Linked DNA regions of Sus scrofa: regions 2 and 3 are each linked to region 1. The links are chromatin contacts, called in public promoter capture Hi-C maps. All regions are on one chromosome and are shown on one strand. The core of a region is the stretch at or near the end of the contact, and the rest is flanking DNA. Distances in the headings are between cores, read along the strand shown.

Region 1 (2,700 bases), core at 61-2,560:
GACAGCCAGGTGAGGAGAGGGGTGGGATGGTGTGGGGGGAGACTGAGGCCTCCTGGGCAGGCCGGTCTAGCAGCCCCACCCCAAACACCTGGAGCCAAGGTCACACACACACACACACACACACACACACACACACACACACACAACACCCATGCGTGCATGGGTCAGGTGAGGGCTGGGGGCTGGCTGGGGAGTTCCCTGCAGGTCCCACCAAACATTCCAGAGGACTGAGGTCAGCCCTCACAGCTCCTGTGCCTTGAGCTGTAGCCTTGGGGGGCAGCATGTAACTTGAGGCAGCCTCAAAGGGAAGGTGATCACCCAGTTCAGGCCTGGTTGGGGGATAGCTGGGGCAGGGTGAGAAGCCCCTGGAAGGATAGACTGGGGCCTGGAGGAGAGGGAGGACAGTCCAGACCTGTGCCCCCACGTGGCCAGGCCCAGGTCTAAGGACCATGCACCACAGGGCTGTGGGGACAGAGACAGGGAGCTGGCCCGGCTCAGGATGAACTGAAGCTCTCAGATCTGGGTCAGGGCCTCAGCTGAAACGGGGTTGTGTTTTGCTTTTTGTTCTGTGGCCCCCACCCCTTGGCCTTTTTCTCCATCAGTCAGGGGAAACACTTCTTTGCAGGACTGAAGGACAGTCCTTCATAGAGCTCAGTCCCCATGCCTGACTGCAGTCCCCTATTCTTTACTTCTTCTTTTATTTTGGCTGCGAATGGTCCAGGGATCAAACCCACGCCACAGCAGCGACCAAAGCCAGAGCAGGACAACGCCCTATCTTTAATCTGCTGTGCCACAAGGGAACTCCAGTGGTCCCCTTTTCAAGCCAATAATAGGGTGAACTTTGGGGGAGCAATCTGGGGAGGCGGCTAAGCCTCTAAGCCAGTTGGGGTGCTCCTGCACGATAGCTGGGGCCAGGATCAAGAAGCTGAAAAGGAGACACACCAGGTTCTCAAGCAAAGATGCAAGAGGGAGCCATGGCAGGTTCTGGAGCAGGAGAGTGGCTAAAAGGAGTCAGTGTATCTTAGCCCCGGCCAATAGACTAATGTTGTTGCCAGAGGGCAGGGCCGGGCTTTGGCTCAGTGCCAGGGTCCCGCGGGCTTCCTCGAGTCTCCGGCTGCGTCAGGATCTTGCCCGGTCCCGCGCCAGAAACCCGGAGCACTGCAAGGCGCACGCGCGCAGACACGCCCCACGGCTAGAGCGGCCTTTCAGCCCCGCCCCCGTCGTGCGCACAAGGGCGGGTCATGAGGGGCGGGGTCTGCGTCGGGGCGGGGCCGAACTTGGCTATAAAGGTGGTGGCGACGCGGCGCGCCCGGCTCCTCTCGGCGGTGGCGGCCCTGACGGAGGAGTCCGCGGTGGCGGCAGCGGCGGTGGCGGCGCTGTTCCCCGCGCGGTCCGCGCAGCGGGGTCCGGGCTGCGGCGCGTCTCGGGCGGCGGCATTGCGGCCCCGGCCCGAGCCCGACCCCGGTGAGTGCGGCCCGGTGACCCCAGCCTGGCTCCAACCCAGGCGCGGGGATCGGGCCCCACGGAGCCTCGCCGCCCTGGCCTGGGCTCCCGGCGCGCTGGCCGCGGCCACTCAACGCCCTCCTTTGTCTGCTCCCGCCCACAGGGTCCCCTTCTCGGCCGCCCCCCCGCCCACGGGCCGCCCCCGGGCCCCTCGTCCCCTCCCCCGCTGGCGGGGCCCGGACAGAAGATGGTGCAGAAGAAAACAGCCGAACTTCAGGGCTTCCACCGTTCGTTCAAGGTGAGGGCCGGATCGGTTTGGGGGCGCCTCGGCCGTACCACTGGAGTGGCCGGTGGCAGGGCGCGGGAGCCCGACCCCAGGATCCCTCGGGAGCTCGGGGCAGCACCCCACCCCGCTCCTGGGGCTGCTTCAGCTGTGCACTGGTAGGGGTGTTCAATTGGCCGCAGTCCCGTCTCTGATATCCTGGGGCCTGTGGGTCTTTCTTCTAGGAGTCTGGCCTATGGGGATCCTTCCTATGTGTTCCCCGCAAACCCCAGCCAGGGGTATACTGGGGGGGAGGGCGTTCAGTAGGCCACACAGTTCAGTCCCTAGCGCCCTGGGGCCAGTAAGGTCTTTCCTCTGCTGCCCCCCCTCCCCCGCCTGTGGGGGCCCCTGGATTTGTGTCTCCTGAAGACCCCTGCTGAGTGTGCACTGGGGCATCTGCAGGCCACAGTCCTGACCCCAGCGTCATGGGGCCTGTGGGGTCTGTGGAGTCCTTCCTCCAGAAACCCCAGGCAGGGCTGCAGGCACCCCCACGCCCTCCTAGGTGGTCTGCAGAATGGGGCAGTGGATTGAATGCTCTCCCAGTCCTCCACCTTCCAGACACCCTAGGCCAGAGTGCTATTTCCTGTCAGAGCGGGAAGTTTCTGCTGGGGCCCCCTGGCTGTGGCCGCCAAGTCCTGGTCTCAGATGAACGAGTCTGGGGCAGGGGGAAGGGGGGCACAGGCAGGTGCTAGGCAGTGGCCCATAGGGCCCGGCCCAGGGGACGCAGTGATGTCAGCGCAGCGGCCACCCCACCTTGCTAGCTGTGTTACGTAATGGCTTCCCTGGGCAGGGACCTGTTGCCCTGTAGAGAAGGCAGGACCTAGGTGTGTGTGTTCACGCGTGCATGCATGTCCATTTGTGTGTATGTGTGCACGCGCGAATATACCTACAGGCAAACTGCACACCACGGTGGGAGGAGCAAGCCGAGACTGGGT
Region 2 (2,700 bases), core at 189-2,688, 180 kb after region 1:
TGCCTTTACCCTAGATGCCTGCTTGGCTTTCTCCTTGAACTGCTCAAATTCCACTTCCCCATCAGACTCCATGGACCACCCCTTTCCCCAGCTCCCTACTCTCCCTATCACCCATCCTCCAGAAGAGCACTCTCGGCCTTGTACTTAAGTATCTCCTTTACTGATCTCCTGCTGTCTCTCTTCTAGAACGCTACTACTGCCAGGGTGGGGATCTATGCTTTGTTCACTGATGTCTCTAGCACTGGGTCTGGCACTCACATAGTAGGTCCTTGGTAAATATTTGTTGAGTAAATAACCAAGGTCAGTCAGTGAGTACAGAGGAAGCATCTAGTAAGTGCAAGCTCAGGGGTGACCTGACTTCACCTCACTAGCATTGTCAGGGCCAGGCTGAGGGGTCCTCCCTCCTCTTGGCGGTGGAAGAGGCGCTGGCATCGAGAGACCCCTGGGGTGAGGGGTCTCAGGCCCAAATGCCACCGGGGCCAGGTGGCTGAGGTAAGGATAGATGGGCTGGGAGAGGGAGGAGATGACCTGCACAGACTGCACCCCCACCCTGTGCTCACACGGGGATCCTTGGCAATTGCCAGCTGGCGGGCAGGCTGGGAATTGTAGTTTTATGAAGCATCTCCCCCAATTTAAATAAAGGGCAACAAACAAATTTACATCATTTGAAAAACTAGTACTGAAACAAAACTGGTACTCAGATACATATACACACATGTTCACAGAGGCTCAATTCACAACAAACAGGCGGAAACCACCTGAATATCTATTATCTGATGAACAGATAAAATACGGTTTAGGGTCAATATTTGGTGGACAAATGAGTAAATCGGAATAGGGTTCCGCTGGTGGACCTGGGGATGAGATTTCAGACAAGAGTCCAGTGGGAGTCCACCCGGAGCCCAAGTCGAGGGACCTCCGCAAGCCTCTGCTTCAACGAGTGCAAAACGTGAGCACTAATTCGAAGTCAACCCGGGCGGAGTTGAGTTTCAGAGCCTGAGCTGGGTAACTCCGGTGCAGATCTCCAGGTGCAGGTGAGACACGCCCGCAGGACTCGTGTTGACCAGCAGAGGGCGCCTCAGGGAGACGTGCTAATAAAACTAATTAAATGCACCTAAGCCACAGCTGGACTATGAGGGGGGCCTTTTTTTTTTTTTTTGATCAGGCGTGCCGTGGACAGCTCCAGGCGCCGCAGGGGTCTGGGGCTCAAGATGGCGCTGTTGCCGCCACCGAGGGCCAGGCGGCGGCGCCGGCGAGGCTCCCGGAGACAGTAGGCAGGGCGTCTCGCCCCCACCACCCCTACCCCCGCGACTGCCTGTCCTGGGCCATGGGTCCATGACCCTCCTTGGGGCCGCGGGAGCAGGTGTTTCTGATCAGGCGCACTTCGGGCAGCTGCTCCCGAGGTCCCTTGCGGCGGCGTCCCGGGGGCCTCCGGGGACCTCGGAGCAAGATGGCGGCGGCAGCGGGGTCCGTGAGGCGCGGGCGGCGGCGACCGCGGCGCCAGTGAGGGGCCCGTGGGCCCGGGCGGCTCCGGGCCGCGGCCCCGCCGCGGGACGGACCATGCTACGTTCCACCGGCTTTTTCCGGGCCATCGACTGCCCGTATTGGGCTGGGGCGCCCGGGGGGCCCTGCCGGCGGCCCTACTGCCACTTCCGGCACCGCGGGGCCCGGAGCCCGGGCGCACCCGGGGGAGGCGGAGCGGCGTCCCCCGCAGCAGGTAATGCCCGCCCCGGGCTCAGCACTCCGGCGCCCGGGCTTCCTTGGCCCCCAGTTCCCCGCCCAACCTTCTTCTCTCTCGCTCGCGGGCGACGTGTCCCCAAGTCCGGGCCACCTACCCGGGGCCCACGTTGAGCGACCTCTGCAAACCTCTGCTTCAACGAGTGCAAAACGTAAACAACGAAGGGACCCGTTCTCCTAGAGGCGTCGCAAGGGTGGAGCGCGCCGGGCTCGGGAAAGGAGCGCGGCCGACACTGGTTGGCAGGCCCGAGCTCATGCCGGGGGAACCGTTCCCGCCGCCTCCCCGGCCCCGAGTGCTCGTGGCAGCCCTTGTTTACTTCTGCGCTTCTTCGGCCGCCGCGCCGCTGATTGTGGCCTCTCTTGTTTACAGTAGCAGTCTAGAGGATCTTGCTTAGGAACCTGGGCTGTGTGTTGAGCCGTGTGCCAACATATCCACTTGCTTGTGTGTGTGTTGGGGTGGGGGTCAGGCTTCCAAGTGAACGTTTCTAGATTGAGCATTACAGTACCGTGGTGATTATCAATGTCGCGGCAGAGTTCGGTGAGAGCTGCCCGGGGTCACGCTGCTTGTGGGGAGTGTGGGACTTGAGCTGTTAAGAATGGGGGCAAAAAGAGGGGCACCGCGAGGAAAGGCTTGCAGGGATGTCCTTACTCCGGAGGGGAACTCGGGCTCTCACTGGGGCTCCTGTCCTTCAGGACTGGGCTCCCCTTTTCTTTCAGGCTCATATTCTTCATTCGGCATCCTCTCTCTTTCCCCATGAAAGAATCCCCATCTCAGAGCCTTTTAACTTTCAAAGAGGAGCGCCCTTGCTAAGATTAAATAATGGGCTTGTTCTCCCATTTTGCCAGAAAAAAAAAAGGAGGGGGTAGCATTTTCTCAAATTTCCATTGTAAGTTTGTCCTGACTTTTTGCACCTGCCACCCACTGTTCACAGCCAGCCAGATGCAAGCATTGGTTGCCTGGCT
Region 3 (2,700 bases), core at 172-2,671, 210 kb before region 1:
GCTAAGGGCCCAATTCATCCCCTGGGTGGCTGTCTCACCCTTTATCTTAAGACCACCACAAACTGTCTCAAGCCAAGCCTGCATCAGGTTCTACTTCCCACTTCTAAGTCGAGCGGCTTCAGCTTCCCCTTTTCCACTTTTCAGGCTGCAGTGGAGACCTCGAAATCCAGCAGCCTTTTCCTAGTGATCCAGGAACCTGTCTTTTCACAGAAGCAGCCCAGGCCTCGACCCTTTCATCGTCCACACCTGCTGGGAAGCGAGGGGCCCGTTCGGACCCACGCGAGCGCTGCGGGGACAGGCCCGCAGAGACGCCCTCCCGCGCACTCCCAGCGGCCTCGGGTTGCGTCATCTCAGCAGAGAGGCCCTCGGCCCCGGGGGAGATTTTCACAATCGCGCAACCGGCAGCGCCAGCAGCCATTTGCTGCGCAGTGTAAACAGGGCCCAAAGTCGCCTCCATTTTGCTCAGCTCCCATCCGGGGCGCCCCGACACGCCGACGTCTGCATCACGGCTCGGGGTCTGGCCGCGGAAATCTCCCGGGGCAGTCGTCAAGTAGCTCGCGAACCGCAGCTCACCTGGACCCCCGCCCTCCACCGCCCAACGGGGGAGGGGGCGGTCCGGCCACCACCCTGAGAAGGGCCCCGGGCGCCGTCTACGTGGCGCCCAGGACCGCCGCGTCCCGGGGCCACGTCCGGGGGCGGGGGTGGCTCGGCCGAATTCGTCCAGCCGCAGAACGATCAAACCCTCCGCATCGGCAAATCACAGATTCTCGGGACCCGACTCCACTTCGGGTCCCGCTGCCCCAAACCTGGCCACGGAATCTCACGTCCCCAGCCCGTGACCTCCCGTGCCCCCCCGCAACCCGAGCAGATACCTGAAGCCCCCAACCCAGAGACTCCCGTGCTCCCCTAAACCCGACCAGGTACCTGAAGTCCCCAATCCAAAGACTCCAGTGTCCCTCAAACTCAACGGGATACACCATCCGTCGGGCAACCGAACCTGAGACACAACCCACGCTCCCAGTCCCGCCCCCGGGCCCCGCCCCCATCCCGCCAAGAACCCGCCCCCCGCGCGACTGTGGCATCGACAAAGGGGCGGACCTCGCGCTCCCGGGACTTCCGTGGCGCCCCGCCGCCTGCCCCCTGCGGGCCTGCGCGGAGCCGCTTCTGGAAGCTTCGGGCGGGGGCGGGGCGCTCACCTCTCGCTGCTGCGGCCTCCGCGGCTGTGCAGGCTGAGGAGCGGCATGGTGCGGGTGGCGTGGACGGTGGCGCTGGGTTTATCCCCCTCCTTCTCTCTGGCGAAGCAGTGGCTGTTGAGGATCCGCTGCAGGGAGGATTTCACCATCCGGCCGCTGGGGTCCGAAACCAGGAAAACCTCCGCTGCGCCTCTCCGCGCCGCCGCCGCTGCTCGCCGTTCGCAAAATGGCGCCGCCACCGCCGCCCGCTTTTATAGGCATCACGCGTAGGCCACGCCCACGCTCCGCGGGAACGCGGCCGCACGAGGGGGCGGTGCCGCCAGGAAATCCAGGTGTGCCCGCCCCTCTCGGCATCTGATTGGTGAAACGCGACGGACTCGCGTGGAGCCGCCCCTTGGATTGGGCAAAAGGCTTCGGGCCCCGCCCCCCCGCCGCTGTCGTAATTCTGCGGGCGCGCGGAAAGGGCGGGGCTCCCGTCGTGACGGGAGTGCGCGGCGCGCGCCCCGCCCCGGCCTCCCCCCCACAGCCGGGCCTGGGGCGGGGGCGCCTGGTTGGGCCTGCTTGAGGGGTGTCTCGTTGTGGCCACGTCTCCACCATGGTCCCCGGCTCCCTCGCTGGGGTCCCTTCCCCCTGAGGGACTCCCTCCCCCAGGCGGCTCTGACGACAAAGGTCCTGGGTATTTGGAGGAAAGGGTCCCAGCCCTCTCATCGCAGCATAAGACAGAATTATTTTCTGTAGTAACCTAGTAATGATCTTTCCCAAAGATGATTTTCTGGATTTGCTCCTTCACATATTGAAACAATTTACAGTTTAAAAAGAGAAGTTTCAGTGTTAAAGGTATTACTCAAATTTAGTAAAATATTTCTTGTCACATTTGGACTGAAGCAGAAATGCTTCTCCTTGAAGATGAACTCACAAAGCTATTCCATGGGTGAACTAAATTTTGCCCCAAGCAAAAAAAATATTCTTTGCAGGTCTCTTTTCTTTCACGCTTTTAGGGTTTAGGCACAGAGTCTGCAAAGTGTTACAAGGAACTGAAGCTACTCCTACTTTTTTCTTTGTCTTTTCAGTCCCTGCCTCTCACTTTCGTCTCTTTTATTTCCAATCTACTGTGCCCATTGGGGTTGGAGACACAAACTTTCCACAAAAGGACCTTGAATTATTACAAAACTTATAGAAATATACTCTCCAAAACATGTGGCTGAATCCGCATGTGTCCCCAAATTCCCTTCCATGTGGAATGCAAAATTCATTGTTTACTTACATGGTATTTATAAGTAATGTAAGTGTCTAATTTAGTACTTCCCTATAAACATTATTAAAACTCAACAGAGGCAGAGGGAAGGATTGGGAGTTTGGGAGTGCAAACTAGTGTGTATAGGATGGATAAACAACAGAGACCTACTGTATAGCACAGGTAACGCTATTCAATATCCTGTGATAAACCAGAATATAAAAAGGAATGTGGGAATTCCTGCTATGGCACAGTGGGTTAAGAATCAGACTG

The links. Promoter capture Hi-C pulls out the DNA fragments that hold promoters and counts their contacts.
Region 2: a contact with region 1 is called in a promoter capture Hi-C map of fetal skeletal muscle, with 3 times the contacts expected there. The contact joins the promoter of REXO1 here to the promoter of MKNK2 in region 1. A contact is called at or near these places in 1 of 5 promoter capture datasets (fetal skeletal muscle), 7 of 47 Hi-C or Micro-C datasets (alveolar macrophages, embryonic fibroblasts, heart right ventricle and 2 more) and 2 of 2 datasets of contacts at active chromatin or transcription factors (alveolar macrophages and skeletal muscle).
Region 3: a contact with region 1 is called in a promoter capture Hi-C map of liver, with 2.8 times the contacts expected there. The contact joins the promoter of OAZ1 here to the promoter of MKNK2 in region 1. A contact is called at or near these places in 2 of 5 promoter capture datasets (fetal liver and liver) and 1 of 2 datasets of contacts at active chromatin or transcription factors (alveolar macrophages).

The regions. Positions count from the first base shown.
Region 1 is chr2:76,508,992-76,511,691 of Sscrofa11.1, forward strand. It overlaps MKNK2 (MAP kinase-interacting serine/threonine-protein kinase 2), which reads left to right and starts at 1,311. Exons shown (of 15, transcript XM_021084205.1): 1 at 1,311-1,464; 2 at 1,607-1,741.
Region 2 is chr2:76,692,831-76,695,530 of Sscrofa11.1, forward strand. It overlaps REXO1 (RNA exonuclease 1 homolog), which reads left to right and starts at 1,439. Exons shown (of 16, transcript XM_003123002.4): 1 at 1,439-1,717. The coding sequence starts at 1,561.
Region 3 is chr2:76,295,205-76,297,904 of Sscrofa11.1, forward strand. OAZ1 (ornithine decarboxylase antizyme 1) reads right to left here and starts at 1,422. Exons shown (of 6, transcript NR_125342.1): 1 at 1,197-1,422; 2 at 39-246.